2 separate regions of the Capra hircus genome follow, and region 2 is linked to region 1. The links are chromatin contacts, called in public Hi-C maps. All regions are on one chromosome and are shown on one strand. The core of a region is the stretch at or near the end of the contact, and the rest is flanking DNA. Distances in the headings are between cores, read along the strand shown. Region 1 holds the start of ATP5J (ATP synthase-coupling factor 6, mitochondrial). Region 2 holds the start of MRPL39 (39S ribosomal protein L39, mitochondrial).

The links. A called contact is a pair of places that touch in the nucleus more often than the background predicts.
Region 2: a Hi-C map of blood shows a contact between it and region 1, with 2.1 times the contacts expected there. The contact joins the promoter of MRPL39 here to the promoter of ATP5J in region 1. A contact is called at or near these places in 2 of 5 Hi-C or Micro-C datasets (both in blood).

Annotation. Positions count from the first base shown.
Region 1 is chr1:9,098,302-9,105,504 of ARS1.2, forward strand. It overlaps ATP5J (ATP synthase-coupling factor 6, mitochondrial), which reads left to right and starts at 4,233. Exons shown (of 4, transcript XM_005674730.3): 1 at 4,233-4,311. GABPA (GA-binding protein alpha chain) reads right to left here and starts at 4,442. Exons shown (of 10, transcript XM_005674733.3): 1 at 4,232-4,442.
Region 2 is chr1:9,233,531-9,240,733 of ARS1.2, forward strand. MRPL39 (39S ribosomal protein L39, mitochondrial) reads left to right here and starts at 4,634. Exons shown (of 10, transcript XM_005674737.3): 1 at 4,634-4,774; 2 at 5,555-5,761. The coding sequence starts at 4,711.

The DNA of each region.
Region 1 (7,203 bases), core at 2,983-5,482:
ACTGAGTGGCTGAACAGACTGATGAGAACCATTTCACACCACATAATTGACTCCAGAAATCTAGATGACTTAAATGTTAAAGGTAAAGCTATAAAACTAATAGAAGGAAGTGGTGGAATTTTTCTTGTGGATAAAAAAGGATTCATTTCTTAAAATTCCAAAAACATATATCATATGAAAAAAATTGATAATTTCATTACATAGAAGTTAAGACAGTAGACAGGTTATAGCGTAGAGAAAGACATTTCCAATATCCATATATGATAAGCAAATAATAACTGGAATACACAGTGAACAAGTTGATAATAATCCCCCAAAAGTCAGAACAAATTAGCAAAGTAGGTAGAGAAGGAAACTCACCTAAAGGGAAACCAAACTGGCTAAGGACACGAGGAGATGCTCACGTTCAAGCTATTCACCTTATTCTGTGTGTGTGTGTGGCAAAGATCAGAATGTTGAATACTGAAAAGAGGAGCAGCAGGGACCTTGGAGCACAGGGATCCTGCCTCTGCTGAGGGAAGACAGACAGGACTGACTACTCTGGAGAAACAGCTAGCAGCACTTGCTCAAATAAAGTGATTATACCTATGACCCAGCAATCTTGCCCTCAGATAAGCATTCCAGAGACATTCTCACAGTGATTGATAATAGTATGTTAAGGGTAGCTTTGCTGGAGACAGCTGAAAGCAGGAGCCAATACACGAACCCGTGATAAGAGAGTACTGCAGACACAAGAAAATGTGGAAGCAGCGCACACTACGGAACTTTAGTAACAGTCAGAAACAAGGAGATAATGAACACACAACAAAGCATAAAAACCGTACCAAAAAAGGTGAGAAATGGACTAAGGCTTATATTATAGCAGGACAGCATTTAAAAGGGTCATTTACGTTTTATCTTTCAGGGTCCACGAGCAAGCCCACTCCCATTTCCATAACCAACTTTTAAAATGAGTGAATTTTCTAGGGACTTCAGAAAAGCAGAAAGAACTTTAGGAATTTCCCTGGTGGTCCAGTGATTAAAGTTCCATGCTTCCAATGTAGGCGGCATGGTTTCCAGCCTTAGTCAGGGAACTAATATCCCACAGGTCATGCAGCATGACCAATAAAATTCAAATAAACAATTAAAAAAAAAAAAAAAAAGAAAGCACTGTAAGCAGATAGGGTAAGAGGTCCCCAGAAAAGAAGAATCAGGCATGGCTTTTGACAGAAGCCATTTTTGTCCTAAGCCATTTTGAGATCTAAGCCTAACCACAATGCTTACCCTTGAATAGATCTCAGTAATAATGCTCTTAAGGAATAACAATAGCAAAGATAGCAAATCAGTATAAAAACACCAGGTTCTGTTTCCATGGTAAAGATTAGCCTGAAGCACTTTCTTGAGCTGCTCTGCAGAATTTAAACCCTCCTCTAGTGGCAACCACTAGATCAACTATAACCCAAAGGATGATAACATTGATCTTTTCTGACCTTTGTGACTTCAATCAACTAAAGCTTGGTTGCTGTCAACCTCTGCCCCAATCCTATCTTGAACTCTCCTCTTCAAGCTCCTTCATAAATATGCATGTACCCTTAGCTTAAAACTTTTCCCAATTTTGCTGCTTTGGGAAAGATCCCCCAGTGTTCTTCTTGCTCTAAGTAATAAATCTCTTCTCCTGATCTTTGGCTTGGTTGTGTCTTTTGTCTCACACCCACCAAAAGATGAATCCAGTTTTCTGTAATTACTGGAGAAATGGCCCTAAGGGCTTTGATCAACAGGGATATTCGGCACACCTTTTGACAGAAGCACTGAGAGAGTTGTTAAAAGAAACTTATACTGTGATCTTTCAAAAAAGTTAGAGATCGGACTCTAAAAGGTGCCAAAGCCAGGGTGGGGGTGGGCGGCAATGAATCCAATACACTTTTGGAAAACACTGTGTTACTTAAATCTCTGAACTGATCTTCTTTCTCAATTCTCTAAATTTAGCCTAAAGCAATGGAGACATTTGGCAAGCTGTCCAAATCTTTGCCGTCAATGCTTGAGTGGGTCTTAGCTCTTCTCCTTGAGCCAACTGCCCAGGATTCTATGTCAATACTTAAAAAAATGGAGAAGACAGCATTACTTGGAGACTTTCCACACAGGAAAATGTTCCTTGACACTGGTTTTTCCTGGATTAAACCTAACCTGCGTTCAGAACACTTCACAAAACAATACAAATTTATATTTAACTAAAAATTCCAGGAAAGGCTAGTATTCTTTAAAATAGTTATATTTACCACTATCTTTTAAAGCCACAGATAAATTTGAGGATTCTCCTCCATTGGAGCACATTATTCGAGTTTAGAATAATTTTTCATAGTGAAGGACAGTAAGTAAATGAAGGATAAATAAACACAAATGTAATCTGGGAGTTTTTCTCAAGTTAAAAAATACTATTAAATATTCTGAGAAAAAAGACATTTTTTATTTTTAAAGATAAAAGTCAATAGCTAAGAAAAAGTAAATACAGACATCTGTGTGTATACATCCAGAGAGAAAGCAAGTGTGGAAAAAGTGTGGCAAACGTGATGTCTCTGGGGGTGACGGTGTACCTTGTACAATTTCAGTGTATAATTTTCTGAATTTTCCTTTAGACTTAAAGTTTTATAAATGAAAACTGGAAGGAGACAAGTCGACAGTTTTAATTGTTCAGCCTCCACCTGCTCCTCCATTAAACACCTAGCTCATTATTTAGATTCTTATTTTAAGATGATATACGCCTCATGTCACTGCTCCTGTAAACGCAATCCAGGTAAAACTGACATAAGTCCATCTAGCGTCAGAATTTGTCTGAAAATAATTAAGGCTGGAAAGCTTGGATCAAATCCTAAGAGAGAGAGAACTTATTGTTCCCTCCAGTTTCGAACTAGTTGACCCAGTTTCTTTTGACATTAAGACAATACAATACCTAAGAACGTTATCCCTGCCCAGTTCTTTGCTTACGTGGACCCTTCTAAACCTTTGCTGCCTCCACGACTCAGAACTACCGCGAGTCTTTCTAAATCACTAATCTCTTGCAGTGCAACATTAGGCGTGGTCCTCCCTGCCGTTAACCTAATCAAACTGGGATTCCTAAACACAAAGACGTTGTTGGCTTATCTTCCAGCCTGCAAAAGCAAACTTAAAAAGCTGACAAGCTACAGTAACCCATCGTTTTCTCGTTTCACTTCCTCGTTTTTAAAAGAAACCCAATGTCCCAGACATTAAACAGATGGCTTTAACGCAACTGCAAGACAATTCTAGAAAGACCACTGGACGGGAAGGGAGAGCGCATCGCTGAGTTGGCAAAAGATCGATATGGCATCGTCCTGCGAGATCCCAGGGGCGTCGGGATCAGGTGATTCCGACCGCGGCGGCTGCGAAGCACGGCGGACAGCCGAGCAGGGTCACAGGGCGGGGAGGGGGCGGCGAGAGGTGACAGGAACTACCCGGGCCCCGGGGGCGCGCGACCTCGCGGAGCCCCGCGCCGCGCGCCCCCCGCCCCTCCCCGCACAGCCTCCCCCGCCCCTCCCCACCCGGCTCCCTCAAGTCTCCACGAACGGAAATGGGAGTCACAGCGCCGGGGACCAGCGGAAACAAAACACAGAGGCGGCCGCGGGGGGGCCGCGGTGGGGGAGAAGGCCCCGGAACGAAGCCGGCCCGCGCGGGCCCGCGCTCTCTTCCTCCCCCGCGGCCGCACTCACCCGCTCCGGATTCGGCCCCGTCGCCCCCGCCCGCGCTCCAGAGCCGGCTGAGAAGCGCAGCGGCGCGGGCTCCACGTGCAGCGTCTCTCCCAGTAAGACCCGCAGCTCCCACGACTCGAAGTGGGAGGCCCCTGGGCCCTTCCCGCGAAAACGGCGCAGAGAAACTCCAACCACCCCCCTCCCGCCTCCCAGGCACCCCCGGGTCCGGGACTACAACTCCCAGCAGGTTGCGCGAAACGGACGCCTGAGGCAACGGAGGCTCACGAGGCACAATGTAGCAGTAACGCCCCAGTTCGCTTTGTTTTACACTGTCACTTTGCACAATCGTATACCCCAACAAACACCCCCCTCTCCCCCGTCAACCAAGGAATAGGACGCTGACTCGGGGCCGGGGCGACTGAACTAGGGGACAGGCCAGTCCAATGGCGCATGCGTAAACCACACGGTTTCCGAGAGGCGAAAAGAGAGCGGGTCAAGTTGGGCGAAGGAAAGATGGCGGAGGCGTCACTAGAGGACCCGGAAGCACTTACCCTCCACTTCCTCCTCCTGTTTGGCTTCTGTCTCACCTAGAGCCGTCCGGTCGCAGTGTCTCCGAGACGCTTCCTGTCCGGTGAGCGTCGACCGTCTGAAACGGCGGCCCATAATGCATTGCGATGGCGGGTAGGCGGGTGGGGGCGGAGCCAGGGCCGGAAGTAGAACGGGGCGGCGGCGGCGGCGGTGGCTGGCTGCTCGGCACTGAGTGCAAGGTGACTGGGAGTGTGACTGGGAGGGTAACTGGACCTACGTGGCCTCTTGGGACTTGGGTTCTGGGTTTCTTCAAGAAGTCTGGGATGCCCTTTTCCCTCTAGGACGCTGGAAAAGAGAGCAACCTTGTATCCCGGGACGCCTTCACGGCCTGTCCCGGGTCATTTTCGACCTCGGCGCCTTTCGGCCTTGATGTTTGCTGTAGATTGAATAAGGAGCCAGACAATCCCGCTCTGAGGGCCAGCCTGGCTCTCAGGGTGGCGCGGGCGGCAGGGAGGCCGGCGCTTCGTGGACTTGCAGCCCGTCTGGGGCAGCCCAAGGTCATATCATGTCCGCAGGGCCGGTCTGCAGCCAGGCCTGCTTATCCCGGAAGCGTGGGAGGTGGTTCTGAACTCTTTAGGCATAGAACTTGAGCGAAAAAGACAACAGTCATCTTAAAAGTTTGGACGCCACCTAAAGATGTTGGTAGTGCTGAAACTTGGTTAAGCAGCTTTTGTTTTACATCACTGTTTCCTGGAGGAAAGCACTAACCTTGGACTGGCCAGTCATCACTGTAAACGGGAGAGCCATGCTCCCTCTCAGCACAGGGCCTCTTCTTATGCTGTGTTCTTTTGTAGCTGTTGCGTTCCCCAATTTCTTTGAGTATGTCCAATCCCTGTCATAGCTGGCGTGCGTGGCCTCGCATAGTACTCGAATAGAGGACTTAATCGTAGTTGATACTCTGTATACATATTTGGATTTCCTGGTGGCTCAGACGGTAAAACGTCTGCCCGCAATGCGAGAGACCCGGATTTGATCCCCGGGTCGGGAAGATCCCCTGGAGAAGGACACGGCAACCCACTCCACTACTCTTGCCTGGAAAATTCCATGGATGGAGGAGCCTGGTGGGCTGCAGTCCATGGGGTCGTAAAGAGTCGGACACGTCAATACCTATTTGTGTAATGATGTGTATATTTCTCAATAGATATTAAATCGTCGGGGGAAAAAATGAAACAGAGAAGGAACAAGTTTTGATAGTGAGATTATGTGTTCCTTTTTTAGATGAGTTTGAGAGCAAGATAAGACTTCTGAAGGGATGAGAGGTGTTGATGTATAGGTTTGGAATTCAGTAAGAAAACCATGCACAATTAGGTGTGATTTGGGGATCATTAATAACCTGTCTTGCACACTGTCTTACTATCTGTGAAGGAGGCTCAAGAATACTTTGCTCTGTTTCTTAACAGGATTGTTGTAAGGGTACCAGGAGAGAATATGTATGGAAGTACTTAGCAGAATACCTAGGTCTGAACAGATGTTACGGTGACCCTCTTGGGGAATGTTGTTTGTGTGTATGTTGCCAAAAGGGAAAGTATACACTGAGTTGCACAATTTTAAAAATGTATTTGTGTCCTGTCAGATGCTGTTGTGTAACCTGGGATCGGGTTCTTATCTCTAAGCCACAGTTTCTGTATCTGTAAAATGAGAATGATATTAAGTAGCACCTTGGGTGTTGGTCGCTCAGTTGTGTCCCCGACTCTTTGTGACTCCATGGACTGTAGCCCACAGGCTCCTCTCTCCGTGGGATTCTTCATGCAAGAATACTGGAGGGGGTTGCCATTCCCTTCTCCAGGGGATCTTCCCCACCCAGGGATGAAACCCGGGTCTCCTGCATTGCAGGCAGATTCTTTACATCTGAGCCGCCAGGGAAGTAGCACCTTGCTGCTAAGTTGCTTCAGTCGTGTCCGACTCTGTGCGACCCCATAGATGGCAGCCCACCAGGCTCCACCGTCCCTGGGATTCTCCAGGCAAGAACACTGGAGTGGGTTGCCATTTCTTTCTCCAATGCATGAAAGTGAAAAGTGAAAGTGAAGTCGTTCAGTCAAGTCTGACTCTTAGCGACCCCATGGACTGCAGCCCACCAGGCTCCTCCATCCAAGGGATTTTCCAGGCAAGAGTACTGGAGTGAGGTGCCATTGCCTTCTCCAAGTAGCACCTTAAGGTCATTCAGATAGTTTTCTTTCATCCTGTAGGTGAAGTATGGTAGATTGTAGGATTTATTTTGAGTCTTTTATGTGCTAGTTCATGGGCTTCCCTTGCACTATTGACGTTTTGAACCAAATATTTCTTTGTTGTGGGGAGGCTGCTGTTGTTGTTGTTATAGGATTTTGGCAGCATCCTGGTTTTTACCCACTAGAGGCTAGTAACATTCCCTCTGTCAGGACAACCAAAAATGTCTCCAGACATTGCCAGGCATTTCCTGTGGGACATCCCCACCGTGCTTAGAGAACTGCAGTGCCACTCTCCAGTCTTCTGGCTTAATGCTTTCCAACTCTCACTAGTAAAGGGCCGCTTTCCCCTTAGCGCTTGTGGATATCTTTGAAGAATCCAGTAAAAATGAATTACTGGAAATTTAGTAGATGAAAGTCAAAACATGGAGACACAAAGTATGAACTCTTAATTGCTTCCCTTGTGGCTCAGCTGGTAAAGAGTCCACCTGCAATGTGGGAGACCTGGGTTTGGAAGATCCTGGAGAAGGGAAAGGCTACCCACTCCAGTATTCTGGCCTGGAGAATTCCATGGACTGTATAGTCCATGGGGCCACAAAGAGTTGGATGAGACTGAGCGACTTTCACTTTCACTATTGAATTCTGCAGGTACGAATTACTCTGTCAGATTGCTGTAAAAGTTTCTAAATGCTTATTCCCAATTTTGACACTACAGTGGAGCAGTAACACAGTACTACGGACAGTCCTCAGACCACACTTTGAGCAGTACCGTT
Region 2 (7,203 bases), core at 3,384-5,883, 140 kb after region 1:
TTTCTAACCTTTTAGTTACCTAGGGTGAAATTAACACTATCAAGACAGAAAGGCACCTTCTCTTTAAATGCTCTCAATAGAACAACTGCATTTAAATAAGAAATGATTACCACAAAATAATTACCACAATGTTTAGATAACATCCATCACCTCACATAGTTTCAAAAACAAAAGTTTCCCTTGCGATGAGGACTTTAAGAATTTCCTCTTTTGGAAACTTTCAAATACACCATATAGCATTGTTGATTACAGCCGTCATGTTACACATTACATCCCCAGTACCTACTTATCTTACAACTTTGTACCTTGTGACCACCGCCCAATTTCCCCCACAGGAGGGAGCCTTATGGCACCATCTGTTCCTTAGTCAGTACCGCCATCTGGTGGTGGTATGTTTCAATAGCAAGTCAAGGAGCAGATGGGGAAAATGCGTGGCGTGAATTTGTTAGTGAAGTCAGTGCTAGTCGCTCAGTCGCTCTTTGAGACTCCATGGACTGAAGTCCACCAGGCTCTTCTGTCCATGGAATTCTCCAGGCGAGACTGTGGAGCGGGTTGTTAATTTACACGATTTAAAAGAAGCCGTAGCAGGGAACAACTTTGAATAACAGCATTTCCATACTTCACCTCCAGAAGGCTTACTTCAACAGCAGCAACATCTTAGTGTGACAAAGGAATCAGACACTACCCTGAATGCAAGCGCATTAATTCATTCAGCAAATATACACTGAGCACCCATTGTGTGCCACCCAGCATTCTGGGCACTTAGGGTTCATCAGTGAACAGGAGACAAAAATTCCAACCTTTAACATGGGTTCCTTTTACCATGCCCTTTTACCATGCTCTCTATATAGCACGGGAGAAGGAAATGGCTACCCATTCCAGTATTCTTGCCTGGAAAATCCCTTGGACAGAGGAGTCCGATGGGCTGCTGTCCATGCTGTCACACGGAGTCGGACAAAAACTGAAGCGACTTAGCACGCATGAATGCATTGGAGAAGGAAATGGCAACCCACTCCAGTGTTCTTGCCTGGAGAATCCCAGGGACGGGGGAGCCTGGTGGGCTGCTGTCTATGGGGTCTCAGAGTTGGACATGACTGAAGTGACTTAGTAGCAGGAGCTATATAGTATATAAACTAGTCTAGATAATTTGTAAAGCACTCTATGGATTACAAAATTCCCTCCAAGTCAACAGGAGGTATTTTGAGGTCTATATTCAGTTCAGTCCCTCAGTCGTGTCTGACTCTTTGTGACCCCATGAATCGCAGCATGCCAGGCCTCCCTGTCCATCACCAACTCCCGGAGTTCACTCAGACTCATGTCCATTGAGTCAGTGATGCCATCCAGCCATCTCATTCTCTGTCATCCCCTTCTCCTCCTGCCCCCAATCCCTCCCAGCATCAGAGTTTTTTCCAATGAGTCAACTCTTCACATGAGGTTGCCAAAGTACTGGAGCTTCAGCTTTAGCATCATTCCTTCCAAAGAAATCCCAGGGCTGATCTCCTTCAGAATGGACTGGTTGGATCTCCTTGCAGTCCAAGGAACTCTCGAGTCTTCTCCAACACCACAGTTCAAAAGCATCAATTCTTCAGTGCTCAGCCTTCTTCACAGTCCAACTCTCACATCCATACATGACCACAGGAAAAACCACAGCCTTGACTAGACGGACCTTAGTCGGCAAAGTAATGTCTCTGCTTTTGAATATACTATCTAGGTTGGTCATAACTTTTCTTCCAAGGAGTAAGCATCTTTTAATTTCATGGCTGCAATCACCATCTGCAGTGATTTTGGAGCCCAAAAAAATAAAGTCTGACACTGTTTCTACTGTTTCCCCATCTATTTCCCATGAAGTGATGGGACCGGATGCCATGATCTTCGTTTTCTGAATGTTGAACTTTAAGCCAACTTTTTCACTCTCCTCTTTCACTTTCATCAAGAGGTTTTTTAGCTCCTCTTCACTTTCTGCCATAAGGGTGGTGTCATCTGCATATCTGAGGTTATTGATATTTCTCCCGGCAATCTTGATTCCAGCTTGTGTTTCTTATGAACAGTATGAAAAGGCAAAATGATAGGATACTGAAAGAGGAACTCCCCAGGTCAGTAGATGCCCAACACGCTACTGGAGATCAGTGGAGAAAAAACTCCAGAAAGAATGAAGGGATGGAGCCAAAGCAAAAACAATACCCAGCTGTGGATGTGACTGGTGATAGAAGCAAGGTCCGATGCTGTAAAGAGCAATATTGCATAGGAACCTGGAATGTCAGGTCCATGAATCAAGGCAAATTGGAAGTGGTCAAACAAGAGATGGCAAGAGTGAACGTCAACATTCTAGGAATCAGCAAACTAAAATGGACTGGAATGGGTGAATTTAACTCAGACGACCATTATATCTACTCCTGCGGGCAGGAATCCCTCAGAAGAAATGGAGTAGCCATCATGGTCAACAAAAGTCTGAAATGCAGTACTTGGATGCAATCTCAAAAACGGCAGAGTGATCTCTGTTCATTTCCAAGGCAAACCATTCAATATCACAGTAATCCAAGTCTGCTCCCCAACCAGTAATGCTGAAGAAGCTGAAGTTGAATGGTTCTATGAAGACCTATAAGACCTTTTAGAACTAATACCCAAAAAAGATGTTCTTTTCATTATAGGGGACTGGAATGCAAAAGTAGGAAGTCAAGAAACACCTGCGGTAACAAGGCAAATTTGGCCTTGGAATGCGGAATGAAGCAGGGCAAAGACTAATAGAGATTTGCCAAGAAAATGCACTAGTCATAGCAAAGACCCTCTTCCAACAACACAAGAGAAGACTCTACACATGGACATCACCAGATGGTCAACATTGAAATCAGATTGATTATATTCTTTGCAGCCAAAGATGGAGAAGCTCTATACAGTCAACAAAAACAAGACCAGGAGCTGACTGTGGCTCAGATCATGAACTCCTTATTACCAAATTCAGACTTAAATTGAAGGAAGTAGGAAAACCACTAGACCATTCAGGTATGACCTAAACCAAATTCCTTATGATTATACAGTGGAAGTGAGAAATAGATTTAAGGGCCTAGATCTGATAGAGTGCCTGATAAACTATGGACTGAAGTTCATGACATTGTACAGGAGACAGGGATCAAGACCATCCCAATGGAAAAGAAATGCAAAAAAGCAAAATGGCTGTCTGGGGAGGCCTTACAAATAGCTGTGAAGAGAAGAGAGGCAAAAAACAAAGGAGAAAAGGAAAGATATAAGCATCTGAATGCAGAGTTCCAAAGAATAGCAAGAAGAGACAAGAAAGCCTTCTTCAGTGATCAATGCAAAGAAAGAGAGGAAAACAACAGAATGGGAAAGACTAGAGATCTCTTCAAGAAAATTAGAGATACCAAGAGAACATTTCATGCAAAGATGGGCTTGATAAAGGACAGAAATGGTCTGGACCTAACAGAAGCAGAAGATATTAAGAAGAGGTGGCAAGAATACACAGAAGAACTGTACAAAAAAGATCTCCACAACCCAGATAATCACGATGGTGTGATCACTCATCTAGAGGTCTATATTACTATTGGCTGCTGCTGCTAAGTCGCTTTAGTCGTGTCGGCTCTGTGCGACCCGAGACGCCAGCCCACTAGGCTGCCCTATCCCTGGGATTCTCCAGGCAAGAACACTGGAGTGGGTTGCCATTTCCTTGGCTAAATATAGGCAAAAGCCTTGCAGACAAAGGTCCGTATAGTCAAAGCTATGGTTCTTCCAGTAGTCATGTACAGATGTGAGAGTTGGACCATAAAGCAGGCTGAGTGCTGAAGAATTGATTCTTTTGAATTGTGGTGTTGAAGACTCTGGAGAGTCCCTTGGATAGCAAGGCGATCAAAGAAGTCAATTCTAAGGAAATCAACTCTGAATATTCATTGAAAGGACTGATGCTGAAGTTGAAGCTCTACTACTTTGGCCACTTGATGCAAAGAGCCAACTCACTAGAAAAGATCCTGATGCTGGGAAATACCGAAGGTCAGAGGAGAAGGGCACGACAGAGGACCAGATGGTTGGATGGCATCACTGACTCAATGCACATGAGTTTAAGCAAACTCCCTGAGATGGTGAAGGACAGGGAGGCCTGGCGAGCTGCACAGTCCATGGTGTCGCAAAGAGTAGGACACGACTTAGCGACTGAAAACAACAAAGAGAAGCCGGGTGTAGACCCGCTCAAATCCCCCTAAAAATTAAGCCTTGCGAAACCGAGAGTTAAGCCACAGCAGAGGATGCCATCGCCGTGGTCAGCCGGGCTGCATGAAAGCAAGAGTAAACAGAAGCCACCTTTCCTCGATTTTTCTCCCCAGAAACATGTTTTGTGAGCACTAAGGGTTTTTCCAGCCAGCCAGGCTCAAGCCCGCGGCGGACGGAGGTTGGCAGCACGTGTTGGGGTCTGCGGCTCCAAACCAGACGTTTGTCCCGCCCGCGGCGCCCAGGGTCCCCGAGTCACTCTCCGCGCTCCCGGAACAAACCCGGATCAAACCCGGATCAAGCCCGGATCCAGAAGCCGGACCTCCGGCGACTGACTCGCAGCGAGGCTTGAGCGCGCCCCCTAGCGGCGGTTGCCGTCCGAGAGCCCGGCCCGGAACGAAACTGTCGGGCGGAACCCAGAGTGCGCGCTCGGAGTTTCCGGGGAAGAGGACGGAGGAGGACCTGCGCGCGGAGGTTCCTACCGCCGCGGAGGAGGCAATGGCGGTGGTAGTCTGGGGGCTGCGGCTCTGGCGGGCCGCCCCCAGTGGCGGGGCTGCCTGGAGTGAGTTATCAGCGGCCGTGCGGACGAGGAGGGAGGCTTAGAGGACGGTGTCTGTTCAGGCTGGACCCCAAGCGGGTCCTAGGGGGGAGTCCCGCGGAGCTGAGGGGGCGGAGGCGGGTGTTTAAATCTGCCGCCTCTCCCGGCCTTGGGGTCCAAATCTCGGGGAGCTGAAGGGAAGGGCCGTTGGAGAAGCTTGGGGCGCCCCCTGAGAGGGAGACCACGTCCTGGTGCATAAGTGCCCTTGTTTTCCCATTGAACTCGTGCACGCCTTGCCAAATCAGCTGTTTTGGGGTTTCGGGGAAAAAAAAAAAAACCAACAGAAAAACGAAACAGCCTTTCTCCCTCTAGATATGGAGCGATCTGGCGTGGGACCTTCAGTCTCTTGGCGCTTTCTTGTCGCCAAGACCTTTTCAAAGCGACAAACTTTGCTCAACTTTGCCTTGACTGCTCTGGTTTTTGACTCCGCTTCCTGGTTACCTTTTTCTTGCTCCTTATTGTTTGTAAAGCACAGATTGGAATTCGACGGAGAAAACTGGTGAGAAGTGGAGATCTGATGGTCAAAGCAAAGTGGAAATAAAAGCGCGGATCTGGGCAGGCTGCGGTTCTCTTGCGTTGGCGTTTTAATTAATATTGTTGCAAAGTGGACCTCTGAGCTCCTTTCGGCAAATAGCATTGAAAACTCCCTTGCCTTCTATTCTTTCCCGGCTGGAGGAGGGCGATGGCAGGAATGGAACAGGGCGGCTGCAGGGTGTATTCACATTTATTGTAACTTCCTCATAGGGTCTGTGGCCACATCACCTGCTTCTCAGCTGTCACCGACCGAACTGATACAAATGCAGAATGATCTCTTTAACAAAGAGAAAAACAGGCAGCTGTCACTAACTCCCCGAACTGAGAAGATTGAAGTGAAACACGTTGGTAAAACTGACCCTGGCACTGTCTTTGTGTTGAATAAAAACGTTTCCACTCCTTATAGCTGTGCCATGCGTAAGTAACGGATCAGGGTCCCATTTTGATGATTTTAAATAAGAAAGGGGAAAAACTGGTGCAGAGGAGACAAGATGTAATTGCTCCCTGAACTCCCCAGTATCTAGCTTCTTCCTGTGTGTTCACTGTTGACTTAGCTGTTGAGAATACTAGGGGTCGGGTGGGTATTCTGATGTACAGGTTGTCCTGGGACTTGCTTGAATCTGGCTGAGTTTAGAGTGCTGTCATCGTGGCAGATCTGAAAGTATAACTACTCTTGTGCTTGCCATTTTTAGAGACACTCTTGGTGTAATGAGGGTAGTTCCCATGTGTGTCCCATTAGAGGATTTTGAGACAGAGGGACTGCCCTGACCTCAGATGATCAGCTATTTTTTTGGCCTTCTTTTCCTTTCTTGCTCTTTTATATCTAACTTAACCCTTTTATGAGCTCACTGCTTGCCTTGTGTGTGTGTTGTGTCCTTATTTGTAGTAAATGTGTGAGTGCATGGCGTGAGTGTGATTGGGGTAAAAATACTTCTTATGTTCATATATTAAAGAAGATAATAATGCCTTGTGTGTGTGATCTGGTTTGGAAATTAAGGGAGCAGGGCCTCTGTATTATTTTCGATCAAAATTCTTTTGTAGTAACTTTGATAGAACTGGTAATGTTTAAATTCCGAAAGAACAAAAAGTCAATTTGTAAGTCTTGCATGCTCATTCGAATATGACTATCTGCATTGTTCAGGCTCTTGGAAAACTTAGTGATGATTCCATTTGAGTAATTAACGTTAGTTAAAAGCTTAAGGTGACCTACAGAGTGTGAACTCCCAATCTTCCTTTACTTTGGCACTTGAATTAGTACTTACAGTTGCTTCCTTGTTTGGCGAGCACTTATGGAACCTCTGCTGTAGGATAGGTATTAGGAATACCGAGGAGGCTAAGACAAGGCCCTTAAGCGGTTTTACACATTTCGCATGTAGAGATGGAGCCTCTGAACGCTCCCAGCATAACCCCTGCCCTCAGACTTGCTTCTCTCTCATACTGCCAGTTGTTCAGTACCTGGTTTTTTTTTTTTTAATCTTTTTTTTTTTTTCTTTATTGACTACCTGTCATATTTCAGGTCTGGTGCTAGGCTCTAGATAAATTGAGTGAGCAAAAATAGGCATGATCCCTGCATTAGGGAGCTTATTGAGACGCTATGGTTGGACCACTTCTGTGAATATCTTTGTACTCAAAAAACATCTAATCAGGGATGAAGTTGCATTCTGGAGTCATATAACAGACCAGAGCTGATCTGCTTATATGTGAATGCATACTGATTACTACAAACTGATAACTATTGTATTTAATTTAAGAGTCCATGTTAGGGAAGTAAGAGATGATTTGGAAGGAAGGCCCCAAACCCCTCTAGAACAGACTTACTGTGGATGTGTATTTTTATATTTTCCCTTCTATGTTATTTG